Regions from separate parts of the Sus scrofa genome. Here region 2 is linked to region 1. Evidence: chromatin contacts called from public Hi-C data. All regions are on one chromosome and are shown on one strand. The core of a region is the stretch at or near the end of the contact, and the rest is flanking DNA. Distances in the headings are between cores, read along the strand shown. Region 1 overlaps MYO1D (unconventional myosin-Id). Region 2 holds the start of CDK5R1 (cyclin dependent kinase 5 regulatory subunit 1).

What was found. Hi-C and Micro-C count contacts between places; a contact is called where the count stands out from the background.
Region 2: a contact with region 1 is called in a Hi-C map of fetal liver, with 1.8 times the contacts expected there. The contact joins the promoter of CDK5R1 here to the enhancer-like site in region 1. A contact is called at or near these places in 3 of 47 Hi-C or Micro-C datasets (epiblast stem cells, fetal liver and skeletal muscle) and 2 of 2 datasets of contacts at active chromatin or transcription factors (alveolar macrophages and skeletal muscle).

What each region holds. Positions count from the first base shown.
Region 1 is chr12:42,443,873-42,450,443 of Sscrofa11.1, forward strand. All of the region lies in intron 21 of MYO1D (unconventional myosin-Id), which reads left to right. Among named protein-coding and RNA genes, the nearest start is that of CDK5R1, 47 kb to the right of the region's middle. Within about 2 kb of position 5,014, at least 5 of the 83 cell types and tissues checked have an H3K27ac peak or open chromatin away from gene starts, as enhancers often do. A contact at or near this core is called in alveolar macrophages and fetal liver, where this site is marked.
Region 2 is chr12:42,489,043-42,496,119 of Sscrofa11.1, forward strand. CDK5R1 (cyclin dependent kinase 5 regulatory subunit 1) reads right to left here and starts at 5,371. Exons shown (of 1, transcript NM_001101816.2): 1 at 4,350-5,371. The coding sequence starts at 5,368. The coding sequence ends at 4,445. MYO1D (unconventional myosin-Id) reads left to right here. Exons shown (of 22, transcript XM_021067447.1): 22 at 1-149.

The sequences.
Region 1 (6,571 bases), core at 3,764-6,263:
CAGCCAAAAAAAGAAAAAAGAAGAGGATTCAGAGAAAGATTCCCATTTTTATCAGTGTCTCTGATGCTTGTGTCCGAGAACTGCCTTCTAGCCACTCCAACTGGACATTGTCAGTGGAGACTGTTGTCTCAGGAACCGTGATGGAGGAGCGAGCACAGCGGATTAGGTACCACGACACAGCAGGCTGGCTCGTGTGTGGCACGGTTTGCAGTCAGATAATAAGGTAGCTGTTAAGAGCGCGTGTAAGCTGTCGGCGCAGTGACCTCGAAAATAGTGCCGTCGTGCTCCTGTTGAAACATGAGTGTTTCCTGTTCAGTAAGCAAACAGTATGAAAATTAATAACTGGTGCTCACTATTCTAGAAGCTTCAGCGTTGTCCCAGTCACTCTTCTCCACATTTCTGCATTATCTTCTCTCTATATTTTGAATTCACTTCCCCGTGCTGGTCATGCCATCAGGTGTTAGAATAATCCAGCCAGACCCTTGCTGGATGCTTCTCCTGGGATTCATCACAACGCATGCACATGGCCTTTTTGTTTGATTAATGCAGGAGGTTGTTAGTGCTGAGCCAGGTTTAGAAAATTGGGGATTAATATCTCCAAATGCTGAGCTGATCCCTTTTTTTTTTTTCCAGGAAAAACCTTTGTAGCATCTTTCTACCGATGTTCTTATGTGCCCTTCATCACAGTTGATTTAGTATTGCAGAGTAAGCGCACTCTATAAATCAGAACTCTTTTGGATGAAGTAGCCCATTTTAAACCCAAAATCGAATATCCTAGAAGGAACTCCCAGAGTTGTAGGACCCTGGGGGCTTAAGCACTGGAAGCTAAACCCTTTTTTCTTCCCCTACTTGATTCTCTTGCTCCTCCCGCCCCAGACTCTGTGTGTTGGCCTCATTCTGTCTACGATAGGCTTCTACCCAGGGGAAATCATGGCCATAGGCAGCTCCAGGCTGGTGTTCTGCCAGCATCGCACCCTAAAGGAAAGAGAAAATCCTAATCCAAAATATAGGAATCCCAAGGAACGTCGCTGATTGGTCCACTCTGGGTCACATGACCTCCACCCCAGGCTCAAGCCCTGTGGCTGGGCAGTGTGGTTCTCAGATGGGCAGCACTGCCTGTGGCTGGCATCAGGGTGGATTGGTTCTCTAAAGGGACTAAAGACAGGAGTTCCCATTGTGGCTCAGGGGAATGAATCTTACTAGTATCCATGAGGATGCAGGTTCGATTCCTGGCTTTGCTCAACGGGTTAAGGATCTGGCCTTGCCGTGAGCTGTGGTGTAGGTCGCAGACACAGTTCAGATCTGGCATTGCTGTGGCTGTGGCGTAGCCTGGGAACTTGCATGTGCGGCGGGTGCAGCCCTCAAAATGGCAATAAATAAATACACAGAGTAAAGACGGAGGACTTAAAGAAAGGAGCTGACGGAAACCAGTGCCGGCTGTCCTCATTATCGAGGTGTTCGTCTCTCTTGAGTGATGTCTCATTATCATCCCAGAGTGTCCTGATGAGTCACAATGAAATTATCTTCTGGGAATTACACTAACAGTCTGTATTCTTTTCTACACCTCATCAGGGTAGCATTTTTCTGTTTCCTCGTGCTGTACATTTCCGTGTTGAGACAAAAATCACTACAGCTTCAGAAGTGCTGTCACGTACATTATCTCATTTTGTTCGTCGTCTGAGCCATGTGTTATTATATTAAACCTATTTTACAGATGGACAAAAAGACTTAAAGCCCAAGAGCAGGGAGGCAGCATAACTGGGGGCTTGATGCACATGGATCTTCCGGCTCCTCTGCTCCTTGCTCCTGAGTTCACTGCCCTAAGCTCTCTGTCCCCCGTGTTTTTGTTAAGTTTGGATCTTTGTATTTGTTTCTCCCTGGTGAACCGGGTCAGTTCCATCTACAGCTGGCCCTTGACCATCACAGGAGTTAGGGGTGCAGCCCTCCCAGCAGTCAAATCCTGGTGGGTGTTAACTTATAGTCCGTATACCTTGTTCCTCTGTATCCATGGGTTGTGCCAACCTCAGGGGGCTTCAGACTATTTACTCTTGAGGCTAATCCACGTGCAACTGGATCTGCGCACGTGTCCGAGAGTCAACAGTGTAGAGGTAGTGTGTCTGTCCAGTAAGAGGTACTGACTGGTAATGAATCGAGGGTTTAAGAGGTTATCATTCAGTTGTCCATGCAGCCAGGAGCCCAAGGCTGTGGGGCCAGCCACAGGGAGACTGGTCCATCTGTCAGCACAGCCTCCTCCACGGCGAGAGGAGCCTGTCTCCGCAGAGCTTCTAGAAGCACGTGGAGACTGTGATCTTCTCTGTCCTCGGGGAGTTCTCATCTCCTGTGCCCCCTGGTCTAGCATCCTAAGCCTGAAGCCATTCCTTCATCTAAATGGCACCTCCCCCCCACCAGCTGCCCCACATGCTGCAGGAGCCCAAAGATGCTACTGCCCAGAGCAGCACCACCACTACCTGTGCCGGCCGCATCTACACAGCGCACCGAGCCTTTGGATGCCCCAGGAGTCCTCTTTTTAAAGATAAATCACCCACCCAGGAGGATAACGCTTACCCCTGGGAAAGTTATAAGGCAGAACAGAAAGGGGGTCAGGCCTTCCATTCCCCCTTGTTCTTGCTGAGGCAGCGGCTTCTCAGAGCTGCAGGGAACCTCCCCCCTTCCCTCATTCTGGGGGGTACATTCCTCTCACACCCTCCAGGCTGCTCCCGCCTGGAAGGGCAGCCTCTCCCCGCCTTCCTCTGCTTCCCCTCTTGTCTCGAGTCTGTGATGCCTTCTGGGACCCTCCCTGACGAAGCAGGGCGGCGGGGGGCGGGGGGGTGGGTACTGTCTCACAATTCTTTTTCTCAACTCACAGCTGCCTGTTCCAATTTGCCATGAATTACTCTAGAGACAGCCTAACACTGCAAAGCCAAATGGGAGTAGTTGCTGATTCAAATCCAGGAGAGAGAGAGAGAGTGAGTGAGTGAGTGTGTGTGTGTGTGTGTGTGTGTGTGTGTGTGTGTGTGTGTGTTGGCTCAGAATTTTGATCCTGGCTCCACACAGTGAATAGAATACTGTGAAATGCTTGTTCTTCTCTCTTATTTGTCCCACCCTTGATGCTCATTGGAACAGTCAGAAATCCCATCAAATGGCGCGTCTCCCTAACGTGTATCTTAGTTTCTCGTTGCCGCTGTAACAAATACCCATGCCCTTGGTGGCTGAAACAACAGAAAGCCGTTTCCTCCCAGATCTTCAGGCCAGTGGTCCGCAATCAGCATCACTGATGTGATTCTGGCCCAAAGTCACAGGCTCGGCAGGACTGAGCTCCGTCCAGAGGCTGTCAGGGAAAAGCCGCTTCTTGCCCTCCTCCAGCTTCTGGGGCTGCAGGCGTCCCTCGATTTGTGGCCTCGCCACTCCAAGCTTTGCCCCCACCCCCAGCCCCCCGATCACATCACCTTCGCTCCTGTCTGTCAAGCCTCCCTTTTATGAGGACACCAGTGAGGGCATTCAGGTTCCCCCAGGATAACTCAGGATGCTCTCCCCATCTCAAGAGCCTCAGGTGGTCCCATCTGCGATGTCCTCTTTTGCAGTGTAATGTAACAGCCGCGGGTCCCAGGAAGTGGGATGTGACTCTCTCTTGCGGGGCCGTTCTTCAGCCTCCCCTGCTGCCCATCCCCCAATTCCCACACACATACCCCACGTTCTGCAGAAGCGTTTGCTCCCTTCCCCCCATCTTCCTGAGTCTCAGGAGCCCCGCTTCCAGGCACTGCCCTGTGCTTTCTACCTGCGTGCTTTCCGCTCCCTGCAGTAGCCACGGGTTTCTTGGTGTTCTTCAGCCAGCCTTCCCGAGGGCAGAGGGCATGAAACAGCTCCTCTATCAGACCGCCTTCTTCCCCCAAGCCACTGGTCCATGGGGCAAGACAGGCACAAGCCTTAAACTGGGTAAATCCACGTAGGCCAGTTCTGCTGGAGTTGTTTTGCTTTTGCTTAGATTGGATGGGCACAGGGAATGTCTTGCCTCTGCCTGTCTGCCAGGCATCGCGAGAATGAGGCCATGTCAAGTCGGTGAGGGCAGGAAGCAGATCCTGGGCCCCCAGTCCACAGTGCCCAGCGGTATCTCAACAGACTAGACACCCGGTCACCATCTATCTTGCCCACACCCCTCGGACGGCCACATGAGCCCTCCCCACATGGGTGGCCACCGCCAGCCTGTTATCTCCGCAGTTTACGGGGTGGCTCTGGCAGCCCCAGGTGCAGCTTCTGATGCCATTGGTGTCATTCTGAAGCCCTGTGTTTGGACGGAGGTCTTTTTTCAGGCAGAAAGTTGAATCCTATGCCAAATACTGTGTTGCTGTCATGAGAGGTGTGTTGTCATCATAACGCCATGTATACTGCTGCTTAAAACACCACTCGACTGTGAATCCACTATGCTTTAAAAAATTAGGGAGTTCCCATTGTGGCTCAGCCGGTTAAGAACCCGGCTTAGCATCCATGAGGATGCGGGTTCAATCCCTGGCCTCGTTGTTGCCGTGAGCTGTGGTGTAGGTCGCAGACACAGCCTGCGTCCAGCGCTGCAGGCGCTGTGGCATAAGCCGGCAGCTGTAGCTCCAATTCGACCCCTAGCCTGGGAACTTCCATATGCCGAGGGTGCAGCCCTGAAAAGAAAATAAGTAAAATAAATAAATAAGAAAAAAAAAAGAAATGCGCTATCAAGTCCTGAAAAGACGTGGAGGCCCCTCAAGTCCATATTTTTAAGCAGAAGAAACCAGTCTGAAATGTCATGCGTCCAACTCTGTGACATTCTGGAAGAAGCAAAGCTATGTAGATGGTGAAAAGGTCAGTGCTTGCCAGGGGCTGGTACCCCACAGAGGATATTTCAGACCGTGAAACTCTTCTAATGGTGGATGCCTGACTTTATACATTGGGGGCAAAATCTACAGACGGGCCCACACAAGGAATGAGTTCCTTGTAAACGGTGGACCTCAGTGCAGAGTCATGTATCAGTATTGGTTCATCACTTGTAACAAGTGGACCACACGAGGCAAGATGTTAGTCATAGGGGGGAAACCACGGGGTGTGGCGTGAGACATACGTGGGAGCTCTCTGTTCTTTCTATTCCATTTTTCTTTAAACCTTAAAAAAAAGAAAAATACCACTTGATGGCGAGGGCTGGGGAAAGACACTCATTATAAAAGGATGAAAAAGAGCCCTGTGAAAAGTCATCGTAGAGAAGCCCCTGGTGGTGCTTGTGTGGCCCTGCCGATAGCTGCTGTCCCTGGCATCGGTCCCTATCTGCCCGGAGCAGAAGTCAGGGGTGGGGAGGAGAGGGGACCTTTGTGGGGACAGTAAGCAACCGAACACGTCCTCTCTGTGGGAAGAATTCTCCTGAAAGGAAATGAAAACCAGTTCCAGATGATCAATGGAGGATTTTTCTTGGCTGAAAACCTGTGCTGTCTCCTTGTCAAGAAAGAACTATGCCTTGAAAATAGGGGTCCAGACTCAGCAGCCCACAAAAAAAGGCGGCTTCGTGAAGGAGAATGACCAGGAGCCAGAAGAAGAGTCTCTAGCTCCTCCCAAATACCCAGCCCCAGCTTCCTCTGATGTTTTTCTCTTAGACACAGACACTGTCCAGGCGTCTACAGCATCACATTTTCATACCTATATGCACAAGTGAAGATTTTTTTTTTTTCAAACTCAGAACCAACAAAGGACTTGATCAGAATAGATACCCTGAGGCAATAGAAGGCTTAGAGAATTGATGTGAGGAAAAGGCGTTTGAGATGGTCTAAAAAGTATATAGGGTTGCAGAGCGGATTAAGGATCAGGCATTGTCACTGCCATGGCCTGGGTAGCAGCTGTGGCTGGGTTTGATGCCTGGCCCAGGAATTTCTTCATGCCACGGGTGCTGCAAAAAAAAAAAAAAAAGAAAGAAAGAAAAGAAAGAAACATTATAAAGAATATAGGAGGAAGTAAAAAAGAGGGCGTTGTTAGGGAGTCTGAAACATTATCTAGCAAATACAGAGCACCTACTATGTGCTGGGCCAGGAAGTGGAGATACAATCATAAAGCATAACAGAGCATTGTAAATCAACTAAAATAGAAAAAAATAAAAATCTTAAAAAAATAAATAAAAACAGTAAACCAGACCGTGCCACGGCCCAGGGGCTTACAGTCGTGTGTGTGTGTGTGTGTGTGTGTGTGTGTGTGTGTGTGTATTGGGGGCAGGCTGGATTATTAAACAGGCGATTACCATCTAGTGTGTTAAGCACATCAAAGAGACAGTTAACTCTGTCTTGAAGAGACTTCCAAAAGGGATGCTCATGTTGAGAATCAAATGACAAATAAGTTAGTATGGAAAACGGACCAAGAGCCTTGCAGGTGGGAAAAGCACGTACAAAAAGCCTAAAGGCCAAAGCGTCACGGCAGGTGGGTGTAGGTGGATGAACCAAGAGACTAAGCACTGCATGACGGAGAGACAGGGAGGTAAGCGTGGATGGGGGCAGAGAAGACGGAGCAGCAGGGGGAAGCACGCGGTCTAGCCCAGCTCTCCCCGGCCTCCAGCTGAGTCGTACATTTGCAA
Region 2 (7,077 bases), core at 4,121-6,620, 46 kb after region 1:
AAGTGATTGTATGCAATGAAGGGTTTTTCTTGATTTCATTAAATGCAGTTTTATGGTTTGGTGCGTATATTCCTAGTTTCCATTAAATTAACTTTATTTCTAAAGCATATTTTGATTTATCATCAAGAGCAATAAAGCATTAAATCTTATTTTTAAAGGTGTTCGGCTTATTGAAAACTATAAAACGGGGGAATTTTGGCTTCCGTGAAGTCACCTGTTATCTCAGAGGATAGAAGGGAGCATTAAACCCCAATACGGTAAAAATGGAGGATGACATACCTGAGGCTTTCGAACAAAAATACTAGTGATGAGTTTCCGCTGTGTCTTGGGAGCCCTGGGACACAGATTCGATCCCTGGCCCTGCAAAGTAGGTTAAGGATCCAGTGTTGCCGCAGCTGCGGCTTGGGTGGTTAACTACAGCTTGGATCTATCTGATCCCTGACCCGGGAACTCCATGTGCCACGGAGCAGCCGAAAAATCAAAATTAAATAGAAAAAAGCTGTAGGGAGAAGTTAAAGCCAAACACTTTTCTCCACCATTCTGAGGCCTGCACACTAGACTTGAAGTTCATTATTTTCTTGTTTACTGAAATCGAAGCATGTGTATACTAAAGGCAGGGCTGGGAGCCCCACGGCAATAGCCGAGGGAGGGGTCTGAGCAAACCATGGCTGGTCAGCCTCCTCCCGAGCCTTCAGGTCGGGGTGGGGGAGCTGCAGGCAAGCAAGGCCCCTGGGGGAGACAGGGCAGCCCCAGCACTCAAAGGCCCTGCAGCCAGAGGAAGCCAGCCAGTCGCGAGGTCATTGGCGGGACAGAACACACAGTGATAGCTTCTGACTGAACCACAGGAAAGGGCCCTGAGGAAATCGAATGTCCCCGATCACAAGGCTGACAGCTTCCAAGGTGGGACCTGAGCAGGTACAGCCCCTCCCGGGGCCCAGGGACAGCTGTAGCCAGTGGAGCACAGAGCCTGGAGAGGAACGAGTCCAAAACGCCAGGTCCCGTCCTTGCAGGCTGGTGGTGTGAGTGGGCACAGACCACTGGCCATACAAAGGGTCGACAGCCCTACCCTTGCCACAATTATGGGCTGGAGTTCCTCCTTTTGGAAACCTGCACAGAGCTAGGCTGGCAGGGCTGAGCCACATGGACCCCAGTCCACGCCTGCTGGCCTGGGAGCCTCCGGGCAGTGGGCCATGAGCAGAGGCAGGCCCAGAACAATGGGGCAGCAGCCTTAGTAGCACCAAGCCGGGTGCCCCTGCAGGAGCCAATGAGCTGGCCCTTGCCAAGCCACACCTGAGCCCCATCCTCCTCCCTGGCCCGCAATCCTGGTCAACCAGCTCCGCCAAGGCAGGGGAGCAGCTCCTGCTGGCCCTTCCCCCACCGCCCCACCGTGAAACCGGAGTTGACTTAACCTGTGCTTCTTCCTTAATCACCTTAAGGTGCAGCCTCTCTTTAAGCCCTCAGCCCTAACCCAGCCCGCCTCCCACGCGCCCCTCCCCCATAAGGCAATCCAATTAAGCTCTGAGCCCAGGAATCATTGACAAAGGGGGCCCCCAGCCTACTCCACAAGGATGTGCCCACAAAAAAGGTCTATGTAATGGATGGTCAGTGCATTTTATTTAATCAGCACGGTACAAAAATAAATAAAAATAAGGGGAGGGGAATTAAATTACAGCCAAACTGAGCTTCATGACCTGGTCAGATTATAAACCACACATACTTACAAACACGCTAGGCATACATACAAAATGAGACAAATATAAATTAATATCAACAATACCCACAGTTTGGTCAAAGAATAGCTACAGAAGAAATTGCACTAAAAAACCAACATACATCGCACGTGTGTAATTAGCAGTTTCAAATATACAGCTATGAATAATTCCGAGTGAAAAAAAATGGCACATTTTCTTCTCATTGCAAGTTTTAACAACTGTTGGAACAAAACTAAGTTCTAATAACTGCATGGAAAGAATATATCAACCCCTCAGATTTACAAGAAAAAGAGAAAAACCAAATCCTGAACTATTATTCCTGTGACTTGTTCTGTGCACGGATGTAATGTTCACAGCCGTCTGTTCTAAGATTATTTTTCTTAAGACACAAAATGCTCCTGGTTTGCATGCACAATATCACTGTAAAAGCAACAATTTAAAGAATAAAGGGTTGGTTGGTTGGGGGTTTTTTTTGTGGGTTTTTTTTTTTGTGTGTAGGTTAAGTTTTCCTTTTTTTTTTCTTTTTTTTTTTTTTTTACTGTTGTTCTAAAAGTAGTCTTCATAGCAGCATGTCAAATGGGTTCATTGCTTGCACACTCAAGTATATCAGTTCCTTTACACAATACTGATGACCAGTGCAAGGGAGGGAGGAGACCCCGCCAGGCTTCACCTTGATGGAACTAGAGAGTTCTTTCCTTAGTCCCCAACCACTCCTGAAATGTGCACCGCCTCCAAAAATTAAAAAAATAAATACGGAGCGAGAGAGGGAAACACACGAAACTGGAATCCGGCGGCGGCGCCTTCGCACAGGTCCAGGCGCAGCGCAGCCCGGGGAAGAGGCGACCACGGACCCGCGCCCCTGCTCCGGAGACTCGCACCCGAACCTCCCCCTTGCGTGTCGCCAGGGCCCGCTGCCCCCACGGGCCTCCTACCTCGGGTCACACATGGCAGCAGGATCTGCACAGACACGCCAGGCGACAGCTCCAGCGGAGAAGAGGCGCTGCGGCGAGGTCCTGCCAGCAGCCCCGCGGCAGGTTATCTGGCCGGCGGCCCCGGGAAGGGCTCGGCGTGGGCCCCGGGCGCAGCTGGGGCCAATGCGCTCCCGCCGGCCCCGGCAGGCCCTCCTCCTCGGGAGCTCCGCGGGCCCGCGCGCTCGGCCCGGGCCTCTTAAAGCGGGACCTCAATTTCACAGCTTTCTCTTTTTTATGTGAATTTCAGTAGTGCTTGTGCTGAAATCGGCAGCCACCTGGAAGCTAATCCTACGTAAACCGGCCTTCTGCCGCCCTCTGCCTCCCCCGGCCCCCCGTTCCAGCACCCCCTGGGGGATTGGGACTGGAAGAGAGAATTCTCCATAGCGTCTTCACCAGTCTTTGTTCCCCAAGGCCCGAGGGATGGGCCACAGAGGAAAGCTTGCTCCCTTCTCTTGGTCCTCTCCCAAGTCCCAAGCCACCAATCTGGGAGAATTAGAAAGAAAATTGATTAAGTACACATCATGTGTTGTTACAGCCACTGGGGTAAGGCCGACACCCAAACCAGCAGCTGCAAATGATCAGTTGTGGAATCAGCAGGCAATCAGGAGTTCTGCTCTGGCTTGTAATTGTCTCCAAGATCCAGCTGTCTCTCTGGGCCTTTCCGGGCCAGGCTTCGTCTTCAGAAGAGACTGAACGATGGGAAACAGCTTTAAATCAATGGGGGCGGGGCGGGGGGGGTGTGGAAGAGGGGGGCGTACACCATGACCACCTCACCCTGATCCCTGGCATCACCCACCCCCCGACCCCCTCCGCAGCTCTGCAGGACAAATGTCAAGTGCACCAGCAAGAGGCCTTGGCCCTGATGTGGGCACTGGCTCCGTCCCAGGCATGGCAACCCCATCCGCCCAGAAGGCAGGCTGTTGACAGTGGGCCCCTGGAGCTGTCCTGGTCTGGCCACAGGGTGACTAAGCTGCATGATTCAAATGAGAGATTCACCTGGGAAAGGAGTCGTCCCCGGCTTCACCCCACCCCTTTAGCTGGGACCCAGAGTGAAAGAATGAGTCAAACCAGCTCATTAACCAACACTACCAATACGCCTGGGAGCAGGGGGCAAGGTGGGGGGGGGGGGTTCCACGTCTCCACTAAAGGAAAGCCCTTCTCCCTAAAAAAGAAAAGAGAGCAAACCAGGGTCGTGCATGGTTAAACAATAGGACAGAATCCTTGCACCAGGCCGGCTTTTCCTCCACTGAAGAGATTATCTCAGGGACACGGGCATCTGGCCTCACGGCCCCACGTGCAGCTCAGTCGGGGTGGCCGGCTCCAGAAGCCTCTGGGAGAAGGGACGACCCAAAACAGGAGCCAGAAAAGAGCCTCCGACTAGAAACTCCAATTCCTCCCTGGGCCACCTGGCCAGGGGCCCCCCCGCCGCCAGCTCCCGTCGTGCAGGGAGCAGCGGGCAGCCTCACCTGCCTTGGTCCAGCAAGGGCACAGGCGGCAGCAGGGGCAGGTCAGTCCTTTGAATTCCCCGAAGTGAGACGTGAGGGGCCGAGGTGGCTCTGAATGTATCTTCTGGGTGTTGCACGACGTTCGGGAGTTCAGAAGCGCCCGGAGTTCTTGGCAGGGCTGAAGAAAACCCCAAGGAGAGAAGGTGGGAAGGGCGAGGCCCTCGGTGGCTTTGCTAAACACATACTGTACACAAATTCTGATTTAAGAATAAATTTTTAAAAATGAATCCTTGAGCCATGGTGCCGGCTAGCGGGCTCACCGGTCCAGCCCGAGGAGGAGGCGCTTCTTGTCCTCCGGGCCACTCTCGTTCTTCAGGTCGGAGAACACCTGTGTGAAGTAGTGGGGGTCGGCGTTGATCTGCAGCATCTTGGAGCTCATGAGGTTGATGACCGAGAGGCAGCGGTCCCAAAAGGCCTCCTTGCAGCTCTCCACCAGGAAGGGCTTGAGCGGGTAGGAGATCTCGTTGCCCATGTAGGAGTAGGAAAGGTACAGGCAGGTCAGCAGGACAGCCTGGAGCTCGTGGTCGGAGCCCACCTCGGAGGAGATGACATCCCTGCACAGCATGTAGAGGAAGACCACGTTGGCCGGCGTGATGAAGCCCTGGTCCTGCCAGCCCTGCAGGAGCAGCGAGCGGTCCACGCTGCGCAGCCAGAGCACAGGGTCCGTGGGGGACAGGTGCTTCAGGCGGTAGCACCGGCGACAGAGAAACTCGCCCAGGCAGCGCAGCAGCTCGCTCGTGGACGCCTGGACAATGACCCGTTTGGGCGTCCCTGCGGAGGTGACGGCAGGGTGCGGGGCCTTCTTGACGGAGGAGGAGACCCCGGTCTGGGAGCCCGAGAGCTGGCTGGCAGGGGGTGCGGGCGGCTGGGCCGGTGGGGGCTGGGCGAACGTGGACAGGTTGGCGCACGACAGCGACTTCTTCAGGTTCTCATTGTTGAGATGCGTGATGTTGTTCTGGTAGCTGCTGTTGGGCTGCACCTTCTTGGAGTTCTTCTTCTTGGCCGACACGGCCACGATCCTCTTCCACGGCAGCACGGAAATGATGGAATGCCGCTTCAGGTTCTTGTCCTTGGCGTTCTTGCTGTTCTGCACGGCCGTGTAGTGGCCCACCGTGGCCCCGCCATCCTCAAATAGCGTGGCCTTCCGGTAGCTGGGGGACAGGGACAACACCGTGCCCATGGTGCCGCTGCGCGCCGGGCGGGGACCCGCGCCCCTGCGCGCCCAGCCTGCCGGCCAGAGGGAGCAAAGGGCTCACCGAGCCCGCGGCGGCCCGGGGGTGGCGGGGGCGCTCCTGGGGTCGCGTGCCGCCCCTTCGGATCTGTGTGGAAAACAAGATGGTTCTCAGCGCCAGGCGGGGCTCGCGCCGCGCTCCTCCGCCCCAGACCCGCGCCCGGGCCTTCCCCGGCCGACACGGCCCCGCCCGCGCCCCCGCGCCGCAGCCTGGCCGCTCCACTGCGGCACCGGCACCCGCTCCCGCCGAGGTCCGGATGGCAGCGCCGGGGCCTGGGCGCCGGCAGAGGCGGCCGGGGACATTGCCTGGACACCGCGCGCGGCCGCGACCCCGGCCCGGCTCCCCGGGAGCAGCGGGCGGCCCCAGGCGTAGGCTTACCAGGCAGGCGGCTCCGGCGCTCCGCGCCCTCCGCAATGCGCGCCGCGATCCCGGCGCTCGGCGGGGCTCGGCGGGGCTCGCGCCCGGCGGCGGCGGCGGCGGCGGCTCCGGAGCTTCTGTCCAAGGTTCTGCAGGCGCTGCGGCCCCGCCCCCCGCTCGGCCGCCTTCGCCGCCGCCGCGCCCGCGCCCGCTCCGGCGCGCACCTCAGCGACTGCTCTCGGGAGCGCGCGCGGCCAACGCGCCGGCCGAGCTGGGCCTGGTCTCGCCCGCGAGCGGGGGCCGCCGCCGTGCTCAGCTCAAGCCGCGCGCGGTACGGGCAGCGACGCGGACACGAGCCCCAGGAGCCTCTACTCGCCGAGCCCCATCCAGGACCCCGACTCCGGCGGCGGGTACTCGCGGCACCGCCCCGCCCTGCGGGGCCGCCCCCTCCCGTACGGCTCGCCGCCCGCTCAGTGCGGCCGCGCCAGCAGCAGCCCCGCCGCGTGAGAGTCGCGGGCGCCCGGCGCACCCGAGCTCGGGCGGGTGGGGAGCTCCGGAGGGGCGGGCCCGACGTCCGACCCCGCCCGCCGCCCCGCCCAGACACGTGCTGCCTTTGTTCCCGCCGCGGCGCCCGCAGCTGCGGGCGGTGGGGACGGTCTGGGATGTGTCTCCGCCCTCGCGACGCGCGGCCGGTCCGGGCTGAGGCTGTCTCCCGAGAAGCCGTTCACCGAGGCCGGACCCCGAGCAGCCTTCTTCCATATAACATCCCTGTTAGCTGGGGAGCTCGGGAAAGTGCGGAGAGGCGAAGCCTTTGCTGAGGCCTTCGGAGTACCACGCGCATCCCAAGGGGGCTGTCCCAGCAGTTTGAGTGCCTTTGCCTTGGGGACCTCCTTTGCCCCATCCCAGGAGATTGCCCGCGGCCCGGGTAGGTCTCCAAAATGCAGGCCAGAGGCGTAGGCAATTCTGGGGCATTCCACAAAGAGCGACTGGCTTCCCCACACCACACCTGGGACAGGGCCCTGAGGCTCCTGGTTTGGTTGCTGCCCCAGAGATGGGCCCATCGCAAATGAGACCTCCAAATTTCCACTTGCCCTCTTATCTGTTAAAGTACAAATGAAGCAACTGCTTCTCCAACCAGCCTCTGATCTACTGCTTAAAATGTTTTTCATGCTAAGCATGTATCATTTGAAGACTCGGTTATCTGTAAAATTATTAAATTCTGAGTAAAACTTTGGCTTTAGTAAGAACTTTCCTCTCACAAGGAACAAGAATCCAGACCCGTCACAAAGGCTATTCTTCA